Linked DNA regions of Mus musculus: region 2 is linked to region 1. The links are chromatin contacts, called in public promoter capture Hi-C maps. All regions are on one chromosome and are shown on one strand. Each heading gives the region's core, a stretch centred on a gene start, on an enhancer-like site or on the middle of the called end of the contact. The rest is flanking DNA. Distances are from core to core; before and after follow the strand shown. Region 1 overlaps Abcb5 (ATP-binding cassette, sub-family B (MDR/TAP), member 5). Region 2 holds the start of Itgb8 (integrin beta 8).

What was found. Promoter capture Hi-C pulls out the DNA fragments that hold promoters and counts their contacts.
Region 2: a contact with region 1 is called in a promoter capture Hi-C map of embryonic stem cells, with 4 times the contacts expected there. The contact joins the promoter of Itgb8 here to the enhancer-like site in region 1. A contact is called at or near these places in 12 of 39 promoter capture datasets (HPC-7-derived erythroid cells, cranial neural crest, embryonic stem cells and 6 more), 9 of 484 Hi-C or Micro-C datasets (bone marrow-derived dendritic cells, bone marrow-derived macrophages, cortical neurons and 2 more), 6 of 115 datasets of contacts at active chromatin or transcription factors (astrocytes, cardiomyocytes, embryonic stem cells and 1 more) and 1 of 9 other capture datasets (embryonic stem cells).

Annotation. Positions count from the first base shown.
Region 1 is chr12:118,927,592-118,935,161 of GRCm38.p6, reverse strand. Abcb5 (ATP-binding cassette, sub-family B (MDR/TAP), member 5) reads left to right here. Exons shown (of 28, transcript NM_029961.2): 10 at 2,554-2,667; 11 at 3,201-3,311; 12 at 6,349-6,474. Among named protein-coding and RNA genes, the nearest start is that of Abcb5, 35 kb to the left of the region's middle. Within about 2 kb of position 4,086, at least 33 of the 459 cell types and tissues checked have an H3K27ac peak or open chromatin away from gene starts, as enhancers often do. A contact at or near this core is called in embryonic stem cells and stem cell-derived neural progenitor cells, where this site is marked.
Region 2 is chr12:119,235,751-119,243,320 of GRCm38.p6, reverse strand. It overlaps Itgb8 (integrin beta 8), which reads left to right and starts at 5,045. Exons shown (of 14, transcript NM_177290.3): 1 at 5,045-5,649. The coding sequence starts at 5,523.

The DNA of each region.
Region 1 (7,570 bases), core at 2,837-5,336:
GTGTGTGTGTGTGTGAGTGAGTGTGTAAAAAGGCTTATTCATCTAACATGTTTTGTGTCCTCATTGTGGCAAGCATTGTTCTTTTAGAATAACCATAATTGAATTCCTCACTAATAGATACAGTCTTCTTAATCTAGCACTGAAAATAGCCAATTTGTAGTAAAGCATGTCCTCTCGGGTTTCCTGGGTTGCGATCACAGTCCACAAAGATGCTGCTAACTGAAAAGTCCTACAGTAGCTGGATCCATCTGTTATACCTCTATCCTTTCCAGCATTTAGCTGAGTTTAGGCTAGAGAGGTGGCTCAGTGGTCAAGTAGGCACTGCTTTTGCAGAGGAGCCAAGTTCAGTTCCAGCACCCAGGTTGGATGGGAATGGTTCACACTGCATTCATCTTCAGCTCCAACTCCAGGGGACCCAATGTCCTCTGGCCTCCTCTGACATCTGCATTGGTGTGCAAAAACACCCACTCAGAGACACATACACAGAAATATTAAGGAAGAAGGAGAAGAAGGAGAAGGAGGAGGAGGAGGAGGAGGAGGAGGAGGAGGAGGAGGAGGAGGAGGAGGAGGAGAAGGAGAAGAAGAAGAAGAAGAAGAAGAAGAAGAAGAAGAAGAAGAAGAAGAAGAAGAAGAAGAAGAAGAAGAAGAAGAAGAAGAGAAAGAAAGCTTCATGCAACCCTTTCCAATCTTGCAATCCAGAGTCTTTTAAACTGCTACAGTTATGTATGAAATTGTAAATCATTCCACTAATCTCAAGTCTCTACATCAGACACATCAGCTCAGGCTTAAAGAGATCTGTTGTGGTAAGCAAAGGGACCTTCTCTACTGCTTCCATTTTTGTTTGGTCTTTCCATCTTAGATAGATGTCTCTTCTTTCAGTTAAATGGATCTTTTTAATTTGAGACTTTCATAGTTAAGGCTCTGGGCTGTTCATTCATCTCATATGAAGAACTAGGACCTGATATTTTTACTCTTTAGTTCCCACATATTGAAGGACAGAGAAGAGTGCATGCCATTGTAGAATTCATTCCTTATTTGACCTTTTCCTGCAGAGGCATTTGCCTAAATAAGGACAGTGGGTAACAGAGAAGTTTTAAAAGCAGGATGGAAGCAATACAATGTCTCTGTACTATCACTTCAATTACTCTCCTGCTAAATCTCCCAGTGTTGTCCATAGTAGAGGGAAAGGGTCCATAGGAGCACACTCAGCTTGTGGGCCGCTTCCTGTGGGCCAGCATGGTTCAGACAACTCAAATGTTGCTGCAGCTGGAGAGACACAAACTCGCGAATTGGAGTGTCATCCTGAGAATAGGCCAAGACTGCTGGGGCAGCCTGTGTTTCCCTTACAGTCTTCATCCTGTCTTCCATCTTGTTGTTTTGTTTTGTTTTGTTTTGATTCTTTTTATTAGATATTTTCTTTATTTACATTTCAAATGCTATCCCAAAAGTCCCCTATACCCTCCCCCCCGCCCTGCTCCCCTACCCACTCACTCCCACTTCCTGGCCCTGGCATTCCCCTGTACTGGGGCATATAAAGTTTGCAAAACCAAGGGGCCTCTCTTCCCAATGATGGCCAACTAGGCCATCTTCTGCTACATATGCAGCTAGAGACACGAGCTCTGGGGTACTGGTTAGTTCATAATGTTGTTCCACCTAAAGGGTTGCAGACCCCTTCAGCTCCTTGGGTGCTTTCTCTAGCTCCTCCATTGGGGGCCCTGTGTTTCATCCTATAGATGACTGTGAGCATCCACTTCTATATTTGCCAGGCACTGGCATAGCCTCACACGAGACAGCTATATCAGGGGCCCTTCAGCAAAATCTTGCTGGCATATGCAATAGTGTCTGGGTTTGGTGGCTGATTATGGGATGGATCCCCAGGTGGGGTAGTCTCTGGATAGTCCATCCTTTCGTTTTAGCTCTAAACTTCGTCTCTGTAACTCCTTTTATGGGTATTTTGTTCCCTATTCTAAGGAGGAATGAAGTATCCACACGTTGGTCTTCTCTCTTCTTAATTTTCTTGTGTTTTGCGAATTGTATCTTCGGTACTCTATGTTTCTGGGCTAATATCCACTTATCAGTGAGTGCATATCTAACGACTTCTTTTGTGATTGGGTTACCTCACTAAGGATGATATCCTCCAGATACATCCATTTGCCCAAGAATTTTATAAATTCATTCTTTAATAGCTGAGTAGTACTCCATTGTGTAAATGTACCACATTTTCTGTATCCATTCCTCTGTTGAGGGGCATCTGGGTTCTTTCTAGGTTCTGGCTATTATAAATAGGGCTGCTATGAACATAGTGGAGCATGTGTTCTTATTACCAGTTGGAACATCTTCTGGATATATGCCCAGGAGAGGTATTGCTGGATCTTCCGGTAGTACTATGTCCAATTTTCTAAGAAACCGCCAGACTGACTTCCAGAGTGGTTGTCTTCCATATTCTTATGTAAGTCCTCTCATAGTCCATGAGCACAGGCCAAACACACCTCCCAATCCCATTGTCTTTCTTACTTCACTACAAGGTGACTATTGTTTACTTTGTCCCTGTAGGTTTTCTTCAGTGTGATCCATAGTAGTTACTGCATTGGATCTGTAGCCCCTCACCTGGAAACCTTCACAGTAGCCAGAGGAGCTGCCTTTAATATTTTCCAGGTTATTGATAAGGTAGGAGCTCTCACTGCATTGAAAGATATCTGTCCTTACTCTAAGAAGGAACCTGAAAGATAGGAACATTCAACTCCGGAAAACCACAGGGTGGGTAAAACCTACACATTGGTTATTTGGTTATAGAGTGAAAGATTGTGGTTAACTTTTGTGGGGGAATGATTTTTTATTGAAAACTTCATGTCTGTCTAGTGGTAGTGGCATACACCTTTAATCCCAGCACTCAAGAGGCAGAAGCAAGTGGATTTCTGTGAGTTTGAGGCTAGCCTGGTCTTCAGAACAAGTTCCAGCCAGGGCTACACAGAAAAACCATGTCTCAAAGAAAACAAAAAGCAATAAAACAAAATAAACAAAGAAAGAAAAAAAAGAAAGGAAGAAAGAGAAAGAAACAAAGACAAAATTTCATGTCTAGTTTCATGTACTTCTAAAACAGGAAGGAGATTTTAAAAGAACTTTAGGGTCCATCTCTAAACTATTCTGGGATAGAAGCTTAACCCTTTAAAGATGTATAACAATCTCTTTGTTTTTCCAAGAAACCCAATATAGATAACTTTTCAACAGCTGGATTTGTACCTGAATGTATAGAAGGAAACATAGAATTTAAAAATGTTTCTTTCAGCTATCCATCAAGACCTTCTGCCAAGGTATGTTAAATTCAGTTTCATTCTTCCATTTTCTGACATTGTCTTCAGGCCAGAATCTTCTGTTGTGGGAACTTTTTTTAAAGATTCTTTTATTTATGTATGTGTGATATGTGACTATATGCTCGTTAACCTGTGGGAGTGTGCATATACATGTGTGCATGTACCTGTGGAGGCCAGAGATCAACATTTGGTGTCCTCTGTGATCAGCCTCCACCTTACATATTAAGGAAGTGTCTCTCACATGAACTGGAAGCTCTACAGTTTGGTTAGTTTGCTAGCCAGTTTGCTAAGGGATCTCCTGTTGCTGTTTCCCACACTGGGATTACAGATAGCTGCCTCCACCCCTTCCAGAATCCCTATGAATGCTCTGGAGTTAAACTGCAATCCTCAGACTTGCATGCCAAGTACTTGCCCAGTCCCTTCTTTCGGATGATTTTGACCCAGATTTTGTCTACTTCCTTAAAGAAGCAAGTAGGCCAATATCTGACAAGCAGTGAGCAAATATATCTGGATATTGCGGGGCTTGTGGTTTAATAATAAAGCTGTGGAGACATCTGTATAGCATAAGGCTGTTAGCCTGTTTGCTGGGCAGTCTCACAGCTAGCCCATAATTTAAACTGACATCTCCAGTCATTTGACTCTTTCTCAGCTCTACCTCAGGGCCTTGCTACCTTTCTTTCTCTCTCCCTGTCCTCCAACCAGTCCTCCAACCAGTCCTCCTGCCAATCCTCCTGCCAGCCCTTCTGCCCCAGATCCAACCGCAAGCTCTTTATTATGCTAAAATCCCCCTCCTTTTCGTCCAGTTGGCCTGGGAGGGGGCGGTGGGGGCGGGGAATAGTATGTGTGACCTTCCCTTTCACAGCTTGCTTTTTCTCTTGGGTTGGGTGAGAAAGCAACAAATATTTACAGATCCTGCTAGCCTGGCGCTGCCAACCCAGCAATTAACAATTGAGAATACAAGAGCATACCTTATAACACGTGTTATCTGCAACCGTGATTTATATTTTCCTTCCTCTCTCCTGTATTGGACCGATAGTCATTTTTAACTGCCAATGTTTCCTCCATGCTCCTTTTCTAAGCACACTAAAATGTCTTGGATTAATGCTGCCACCTACTGGTGATGCCGGGATATTATCCAGCTGTATTTAATTTATTTGAATATGGGAGTTTCCAACCTTCAGATGAGTTCCTGTTAAGCCTTCCCTCTCCTACCTTTAGGACTTCTACTGCATGTGCAATTGTATCTTAGATACCCTTCCTCTCACTTTCCACACTCTCATTCACACACACAGGCACACGTACATACCTGTGCCCGTGCACAGACACACATTTATCAAAACACAGTCTGTCCCATTCGAATCACTCGGCCTTTAATTGTTAATGCCCAGCCCATGCTCTCTTGGAGTGCACTCAACATACTAATCTTTTAAAAACAAATAATTCTTGGGAAAATATGTCTGCTGTTCCTATTAAATTGTCCTTATATTTGTATTTATATTTAATTAATGCATTTGCTTCCTCTGCTACCCACCCTCAAAAGGAGAATTGTTAAGGATTACAAAAGGCAGCTACTAACAAAATACGTAATTAGGATATAAGAAGTGGGGACAAAATTTTATGTGAAACAAATGAGATTGCTAATGCTATCAACTTCTAATGTGCCGTATAGAATTTGCATTAAAAATAATGCACCCACTTCTTTCTCTGTTTTTCTCTGACTGGCGTTTTTTACTGAAATTCTCTCCTCAGAGTCTTTTGCTTTATGACTTGTTTGTCACCATCGTTGTCTGGGTTTTTGCCTTTTCTCCTAACACAGCATTTTAGACTGCATTTTGGATATACATTTAAGCTGGGTTCTGGGACCCTGAGCACCAGTTATGCCAATAATGCCCCGGGCCACGCTCTCTGGGTTCTAAACAATTCTTATTTGTTTCTTTATTTTGAAGCTGGGTTTTCACTAGTACCCCAAGCAAACTCCTGGCTAGCATACCTGGGTAAACAATTGCCTTTAACTAATTTGTGTATCTGTTTGGGAGAGAAGGGGACATGCCACTTTGCACAGGTGAAAGTCAAGAACAGCTTAGCTTTCAAGACTTGGCTTTCCACTCCCAACTCACTATTTGGAATGTACCTTGTAAAAATATTAGACCTATTCTAAAGGGGAACTTTCCTAAGTAACTCAATTATTTGTCAAGATTCCACTTGCTACAAATTAAAAAATAAAACATTAATTTGGTTGTTTTAAGATTCGTGTAAGGTATTTCAGTTAAAAATGTGAAGTTTGCAGGCTTGGTAGATGATTTGCTTGGTAGTGAGCAAGTAAGGTACCCACTACTCAAACATGAGGCCGAGGGTCCAGATCTCCAGCACTCACTTAAAACCTGGTAGTTATGGCAGCCCACTCATAATCCCAGAATATGGGAGGCAGAGATAGAATCCCCCCAAAATGCTAACCAACCCAGACTCACTGAAAACTAGGCTCAGAGAGAAACCTTGCCTCAATATATAAGGTGGAAAGCAATTGAGGAAAACTCCTGTTGTGAACATGGAGCCTCTATGTGTATGTACACATACATACATGTATACCTGCACACATGCAAACACACATCATGTGCACATACAGTGTGCACATGGAACAAGGAAGGGAGAAGGAAGAGAGAGGAAAGAGGGAAAGAGAAAGCAATGAAGGATGAATGTGATCAAGATATACATACCATACTTATGGTAATGTCATAAAGAAACCCATTATAATTTTGTACAATTAAAATATGCTATTAAAAATATGGGAAGAGTTTTCTGTGCCTAGATAACTCCTAAATTAGATCTCTTCTATGTATAAAGAAATGTTTAAATACTGTACTCCCAAACTGTGTATTACTATAGGTATAAATGGGGTATTATACAAATAAATATAAGATCTAAATTGTTTTCATGTGCCACCTAAGAATTTTTCTGTTTATAATTACAGATTAATTTTCTGACTGTATTATATAACTGTCTGTCATTCCTAACTGTGTCATTCCTGTGCATCTAACAGGTTCTGAAAGGTCTCAATCTGAAGATTAAGGCTGGAGAGACAGTAGCCTTGGTTGGTCCCAGTGGCAGTGGCAAGAGTACGACAGTGCAGCTTCTGCAGAGGCTGTATGACCCAGAGGACGGCTGTGTAAGTGCAGACTGTGGGGGAAAACCATGCAGAAGGGGCTGGGAAGATGGCTCAGTGTTTCAGAGCTTGCTGTGACATCGAGAAGTGCTGTATCCCCAGCACCTACATAAAACTTGTGAGTTGCACATCTGCAATCCCAGTGCCAGAGAACTGGATCTCTGAGGCTGGCTGGTCAGCAAGGGTGGATGAATGGGTGCACTCCAGGTTCCCTAAGAGATCCTATCTCAAAAATTAAGGAGGAAATTGATCCAGGAAGCGACCCAACCACTGGTCCCTATGCACATGTGTGTGCACATCCCAAACACTGTTCCCTATGCACGCATATGAACATCCCAAACACTGGTCCCTATGCACACATATGAACATCCCAAACACTGGTCCCTATACACACACATGTGCACATACCCAAACACTGGTCCCTATGCACATATGTGCACATACCCAAACACTGATTCCTATGCACACATGTGAACATCCCAAGTACAGGTCCCTATGCACACACATGTGCATATACCCAAACACTGGTTCCTATGCACATGTGCGTACATACCCAAACACTGTTTTCTATACACACGGCATGCACACACATTAACATGTACACATGTACACAAAAAGAAAAAAAATACTAATTCTTAATGTTTCTAGTTAACACTTACAACATTGTCTTTAAAAGAAAACTTGTTCAGAACTTTGTAGGCCGGAGTTTATGCTAATGGTGACTAAATAAATTACCGAATCAGTCAGTGTAAAGAAGTGCTGATTCTCACACAAATGCCAGGGCTGTGAGGAATGGAGTCTCTCATGGCCACATCCAACTCTGTCTCTGGAATATGTTGAGCTACCTAAGAAGACAGAGAAGGAACTTTTACCTTTGGGGACTGAATAAAGTATTGAGAAATAAAAAAGGCTAGAACCTTATCGACACCATCAGTCTTAAAACAAAGTTGATGGCGTCTGTCTATATAACATTTGTAGCATCTACAGTGTTTGTGTATGTGTGTCTTATTAACAACCTTATTAATACTTAGTTTGTGGTTTCATGGGATTTTAAGTTAATTAAAATTTCTTGAAGATTTGTTAGTTCCAATCTTCCGGG
Region 2 (7,570 bases), core at 3,796-6,295, 310 kb before region 1:
AGAGTCGCCATGGTCATTAATGATATCTCTTCACAGCAGTAGAGGCCCTAATTAAGACAATCGGCCAATGTCGCCTCTGTTCTGTGGCCTTATTCAATCCTGTTTTCCCAGCCTTATGCTAATTCTGTGAGCTCCCAACTTCTTCCCATTAAAAAAATTAATAAAAGCTTATAACATTTACAGTACTATTCTATTACTTGAAATCAAAAGTTATCATTAATGTGTGGTGGTCCAAGAAAATCAGAGCTCTGATTCTTGCATGCCCAAGAATTCTTAAAGAAATAAAGCTATTCTCTTTGCCTGGTTGGGTTTAATTTCTACATTTGTACAAGGAGAACAACTGAGCAGTATACATGTATGCTGGTCCCAAAATAAAGAGTTTTCAAAATCAAATAAACGGTGGCCTACTCTAGTTTCTGGAAATTTCTCTAGGGAAGAACTTAGCCATTTAACTGAATGTTTTCTAAGCTTAATCATGGGATCTTGTTTCAGAAAATAATAGCAGTTCATAACCTTAATCATCTGCCATCTACCTTTATATGATACTAGTTCCATTCTTCTCTCTCTCTCTCTCTCTCTCTCTCTCTCTCTCTCTCTTTCTGTGTGTGTGTGTCTTAAAACTGCACCTAATAGACTTTGTTTCTATTGATGACAATTTTGAGAAGTCTTTATTTAGCCATTATCGATGGGATTCAATAGTCATGAGAATAGAAAAACCATTCTAAGAGCTTACTGAGATGGTTGCTGGGCTGTATACAAAACCCACTAATTCAAAATCTCCTGGAACAGAGAAAGAATAAGTTTGTTAATAATTTATGATGATTATGTGTTAGATACTCTTTAGTTCACCCAATAACAAAATAGACTAGAGAGCAGTATTTTTCAATGCTTCATGTGCTTACTCAGAAAAATCACCTAGACATGATCATTTTCATGACATAGTCCAATTTTTAGATCATTTTCATCTCTTATGAGCTGTAGCTGAGAGAAGTTTATAGACTTATGATGATACCCTAAAAATCTATCCAGTAGCTCTAGCCTCAACATCAAAAGACATATTTTTGAAATGTTAATATAGCTGTGGATGCAAGTATGAAATAAGTCATTTGGAAAAAAAATCAGTTTCACATTTACATACTCAATAAAAGTCTTTCAGATGTGTCTGTTATTCCTACTACCCACACAGCTTATTCATGCTCACCATAAACTGCATTGGCAAGAAATTAAGGTTAAAGGAGTAGGGTAGAAGCTTAAGTCATCTAATTTTATGACTTATTAACAACTCAAAGAGTCTAATGGTTCAAAGGCTGGAATGAATAGCTAGAATCTTATTTTAGACTATCTATGACTTTAATTTGCTCTCATTACTGAAAATGATGAAAAATTAGCTATCAGAAATGTCAAAGCGAGAAACATGATAGAAAACAGGAATTAGTCATCATCTTGAACATTTTTCTTTGTTAAACTTCAGGTAACAATGGAGATAATACTGTATTTCTTTATAGTATCATGCCCCCCCTTTTTTTTACAAGAGAAATTATAAGTTATGTAGCCAGTGACATTTACTCAATACAAGTACACCTTTTGTCCCTAGGTTATTTGTTACATTTATTATAAGAAAACTCAAGGATGAACTGCAGAATTTCAGGAGTAATTATATTTTCATAACCAAAAATGTTCAGATGTCTTCCTCATATCTATAGGCTCACAGTCTATTGTCTAGCACATTATTTTATTTTTATTTTGATAACCAGAATTATACTCTCTTTCCAACAGAAAATTAGTGGCAAATAATGCTGTGATTGTTCAATAACCTTTAAGAATTGGCATTGGGGAGTTTTGGATGAATGCATAGTGGTACCTGTGTTGTGTATGTACTTGTGTGGTGGTTGTTCATTTTGTCAGCTTGACACTATCTAGATTCACTTGAGAAAGGAGTCAGAATGAGGGATTCTCTTCATTGGCTTTGTCTGAGAGGGATTTTCTTAATTGGGTTCATTGATGTGGAAAGGCTCCCCCTGGATGTAGGCAGCACCTTTTCATGTTCTGGCCTGGAGTGAATGAAAGGAGAGGGGACCCTGGGTATTGCTTGCCCTGAGTGATTTGCTCTTTGAAGTTTCTGTCAACTTGATTTTTCCTTGAAATAATGGACTGTCACCTTCAATTGAGAGACTAGCAAACCTTTTCTTAGGTTGATCTCGTGAAAGTATTTATATGACAGCAACAGGAAACAAAACTGAGGCAACTTGTCAGTGTGCCAATAAACATGTATCATGGCATATATATGCATATGTGAGTGCATGCCTGTGGACAGTGGGTAGAGGTTGACTCTGAACACTTTTCTCGATTTCTCTTATTGGATGCTTTTCTCAATTTCAATCCATCTTTTGCTTTTGTTTTTTTGGTTTTTTAAGACAAGCTCTTTCATTCAACCTGGAACTAATGGATTCAGCTGTCTGGTCAATGAGCTTTGGAAATCCGTCTGGTCCTCTGGAGCTCGGGGAAGGGGGTCCCATGCCAAGCTTTTTATGTAGGTTGTGGGGATCCAAATTCAAGACCTCATGCTTGTGTGACATTTACCAACTGCAGTCTACCCCCAAACTCTGGCATGTATTTCGTGGCCAGAAATGGCTGTCTTTTGAATGACTTTCAACCTTTCCGAAACAAATTTATTTCATTGTTTTATCTTTTCACACAGTAGGTTTGAGTTCAGATGTAAAGTATATGAACACCTAACAATATAAAATTATATACTTTAGCAGTTTCACAAAATTTCATCCATTCTTATTGTATAAGCTTCTGTCTCATTTAGTATTGTAACTGTCATTTCTGATGTAAAAGCAGGTTGACTGAAACATTAATGTATCAGTAATTTCACAAGGCAGACTGGATGCTATTGAGATTAACTTGTTATCTTTGTCAGAGCTTTGCAATGCCTCAAGGGTTGCTGCATTGCCTAGGTTTGTCACATAATTTCAAGAAAATAAACACACTTCCCAGCTGAAGTGGCTCTAACCATATCTTCACTATGCTATGTTTTTGTTCCAACCTATCTCAGCTACTTTACAGTAGCTACATCTCAATGAAGATATCCAGGAAGAAATTTGAAAAACCAAAGAATGAAAATTTGAAAATGAAGTACAGTGGCTTGGAGTTGTGTTGACTGACATCAGTCGTTGAAGTATGGATTGCCCCCTTAGCTTCACAAATGATCCTCCTTAACAGATCTAGGGCACTTTACTAACTAGGTTCCTGGCTTTACTGTTAGTCCAATGTACAGTCCACACCTGAAGAAAGGGGAGTTTTTGATGTTGTGGTTTATTAACCAGGTACTTTCCATTCACTGTCAACAATTAGAAAACAGAAAGAAGTTTTTTAAAGAGGAGGGTTGGTGGGACCTCCTACTTGTTTTCTTTACTCCAAATAAGAAGCCGGAAACAATTAAGGAGAAAAAAATCCCCTATAGTTCACCTTGACCTGGCTGGACTGGGTCTGATGCCTGAAAAAAGTGGTGTTGTGTAAGCCACTAGTAAAAAAAAGTCGAACTGAACTTCAATACAATGAAAATTATTGGGCTCTAGGGGAAACTAGGAGCCAAGGTCTCCAGTATCAAATTAGAAAAGGAGCTCTTTCCCAAACCTAGAGAACTGTGTTTCTTCCTTCTCCTTAAGGTGTCGAGGGCGCTGACAAGACCTGGAGAGGCAATGCTACTACTTCCTTGGCTGTCCAGTTTAGCAACGCTTTAGCCTCACCCAAAACTGCAAAACTGAATTGCAAGCTTGTATTCATTCACTCTTCTGCTGCCATCTGCAACTTCTTGTTTCCTTTTACTGAGAAGGTGGCGTTTAAGGTCAAAAGATCCATTGTAACCAACAAAAGGCCAAAGAACCACAAACAGACCCTGGGAAAAAGCTAGGCTGCCCCTTTCAGGGCTGAGGGTCTACAAAAGGAACAACGAAATATATCTGACAGTAGAATACATCTTGTCTAAATCTCCAAAGTCTGGGAAGACCTCAGACAGATTTGGGATCAGACACAGGGCAAGGTCTTAAGGCTGCAAGGAAAGCGGGCAGTGAATACTCTGAGAGCAGTGTTGGGGGAGGGGAGAGGCCCCCGAAATCTACTTTGTATTCAGCAGCTGCGGGCCAGTAAGGATTCCTGAACAAAGGAGCACGCGGCAAGAGGATGAAATGTTGGGGTTCATGCTGCCACTCGAGCTGCGAGAAGTTTTCCACCTATACCGTTATGGAAGCGTTGGAACTCAGAATTGGGGGGCGAGGGGGTGAGAGAAAAGAGAACTCAGCATGCGATTCCTGTTGCGCCACTACGCACCAGGAATTCTTGAGAACGATGGGAATGGCAACTATTAGATTCGAGGGGGGAGAAAAAAGAGCTGGAGTGAGCAAAACAAAGAGCGAGTGTGGGCCGCGGTGACTTCATGCCTCACCAATGTCCCGCCCACGCTACTCCGAGCTGGAGCTGTTTGCTGCTTCTGCTGCTGCTGCTGTCCTGGGCCGCCACTGCGCTTGCTGGCGACCCAAGCAAGGAGCACTGTAGCGTGGGGAGGTTTCCTAGCAACTCTCAGCTCGGAGCACGCCCAGCCACCCGAAAGCTGGGAGCCCCCACGGGGGACCACAGAACTAGATCACCCCATCCCTGCCCATCGCCTGCCTCTCTTCCCTCTCATCCCAGAACGCATCAGCTGCCAGGGTTCTGGGTGGCCAGACGCCTGAGCCGACAGAGTCCGAGAAAGGACAAGGGTACGCAGCTCCCTCCCAGCGAGGTGCATGGAACATCCCCTTCTAGCCCAGTAAGCAACTGGGATGCCTTGTTGGTTGCCCGCGAGTGCAGACAGGAGCTTCTAGGGAGCTCGCGGAGCTGCTTCCCCAAGCTGCTGGCACCCGTGTCTCCTCTCCCGCCAATCGGAACGCTGCCGCCTGAACCTCTGCTAGCTGCGACTAAGTGGAGTTGGCCTCCCTGCCCACCTGTGGAAGAAGCTAGCACCGACTGATGCGCCAGCAACTCCCCCACCCCCTTGGCCTTCTAGCCGTCCCCTCCCACTAAAGCAGCATCACCCTGTGAATTACATTAGGGTGGTTTTCCCCCCAGCCTCAGGCTTTGTTTGGGTTTGATTGTGTTTGGCTCTTCGCTAAGCTGATTTATGCAGCAGAGCCCCATCGGCTGGGGAGAAACAAAAGCTCTTTTCTTTGTCTGGGAGCGGACTGTGGAGCCCGTACTTGCTTCGCCCCCGCGGGCCATCGGCTGTCCAAGGAGGTGCTTTTTGTTGAGACTGCAAGCCCCGCCGTGCGGAGCTGGGAGGGCCTTAAGGGCCCTGAGATGCAGAGAGCTGCCCTGGACCGAATACCTGTATCGCCTACTGAGAGCAACTGGGTCGGCCAACCCGGCCTGTCGAAAAGGTCCTAGGGACTCGCAGCCCACGGGCCTCAAGGTGCGCTCTCAAGTCGGGAGAGCGCATCAGGAAAGCAACTAGGCAGTAGGCACCGGGCGGGCTGCTTTGCATTATGTGCGGCTCGGCCCTGGCTTTTCTGACTGCTGCACTGCTCTCTCTGCACAACTGCCAGCGAGGTCCAGCCTTGGTTCTTGGGGCAGCCTGGGTATTTTCACTTGTTCTCGGACTGGGCCAAAGTGGTAAGTTATTTTACTTTGTTTTCTTCCCTTCTCCCAAAGTCTTGGGCTGGTATTGAGAGCTTATGGCCTGGGCATCCCTGACAGGTAAGTGGAAGATGTCAGTCCTGGTCAGTCCTGCTGAGACTTCAGGAGGGCAGGTGTGTAACAAAGTTCTCCATAAAGAAGCCAGGTATCAGGCATTTTCACCCCTAAGTGACAGCAATAGTCCACAGTGCTGGGAAAAGTTTATTTGAGTTGAAGTTTGGGAAAGAGTCTGTTGTACTTACAGAATGCAGTTTGGGGGTTCCAGTATTTCCTGAGGATATCACTATATAGTCTGTATTCCCCAACTTTTCACCTTAGGGGTGGAGCATCATCCACTAAGAGCCTGTGGCTAAGATGGTTTATAAAAGGAAAGAGTCTTTCATTTATTGGTCTAAGAAAGAACAAGTTTCTTCTGCCATAACATTCAGCTTGAATGAATTAATGCCCTTGAGGAATATCCATTCATGGTTTAAGCCACTGCCCTGCGGAGGGGTGGGATTGTTAAATTATTGTGGCTAAATGATCTGTCCCCTAAGTTTGGTCTCTGTTACCAAGAGGTCACCTCTCTATAAACTTTTATTGTCTTCATCTGTAAAACAGATATAGATGCCTACCTTTCCCAAGTCATTTCTAGTCAGACAGTGCATGAGAGGGGGCTTGGCACTTTAACATGTTAGCATTGTATTCTTGGTGACTCATGAAACAGAATAAGTAATAATAACAATCTAAGGATTAAATTTACCATAGAGGCCAAATGTTTTTTTTTTTTTTTTTTGCAGATGGAGTTACCATTGCCTTATTTATTTATTTATTTATTTACTTACTTACTTACTTTTCCCTTCGGGTTACTAATCCCTTAAATTTTATTAGAGACTTACTGTAGTCTCTCAACCTTAAAGGAGTTTTAATTAATAGCCTCACTTCTGTTGTAAAACTGAAATTTAGTCCTTTACTTTAAATTGGTGTGCTGGCTTTCTTCCTGAAGTTAACTAAAGTAAATACTTATATGTAAAAGTTTATAATAGAGAAGCCCAGGCAATTTCTTCTAATTATTGCATATATAGTTGTCTAGCATTAGTTTTGGGTGAGATTTTCCTAGTTGTATCAAACAGGACAAACTAGAGTCAACTTTCATTTTGTAGTTATTTTGAGACTTTGAGATTTCAAAATAAATGAAACCTAATACAAAGGAAAGAGTCACACTCCTTATCAAGTATCTTTTGAATGGAACATGTGTTTGCCACAGCAGATTTTCCACTGAGCTTAATTCCACCCTATGTCAGTAAATAAAGTGTTCTCCTAGATTTAGTAAACATTCGCACCAATAAACTGACCAAAACTTATGTCAACAGAATATATTTTGTTCCAAAGAAAGTCTCACTCACCTTTAATCTTTGCTAATAACAAAGGTTTTTAAAAGTTCATTGTGCTTGTAGAGATAAGTCAAGTTCCTGTGTACCAGCAAGATATTTCCATCCAGTGACTATTATTGATTTGAAGCAAGTATTATGAATGGGCTGCCTTGCACCTGCTGACCTGAAAAGTGAATGCTTATCTGAAATCAAAACAAGGCATCCTTTTCCCAGTCCCTGTCAATATACAAAAGCTTCTGATGTATAATGACTTGCATGGTAGTTTAAAACATGAAAAAAAAATTATAGCCAGTACTACTCAGCAAATTAGAGATCACTATAAACAGCTGTACTTTGTGATACAGCTACAAGTCTTAAATTACAGGTCTTACTGTGCAAATTAAATGCTTAAAGCAGAATAGAAATTTAGGTATCGGTTACAAAGGAAATCTTGTTCCCATGCCCAGTAGTTTACACCAAGAAGATGCTGAGGGCAATAAAGCCATAGTAAGAAGACTATAGCTATATATCACTTCAGTTTTATT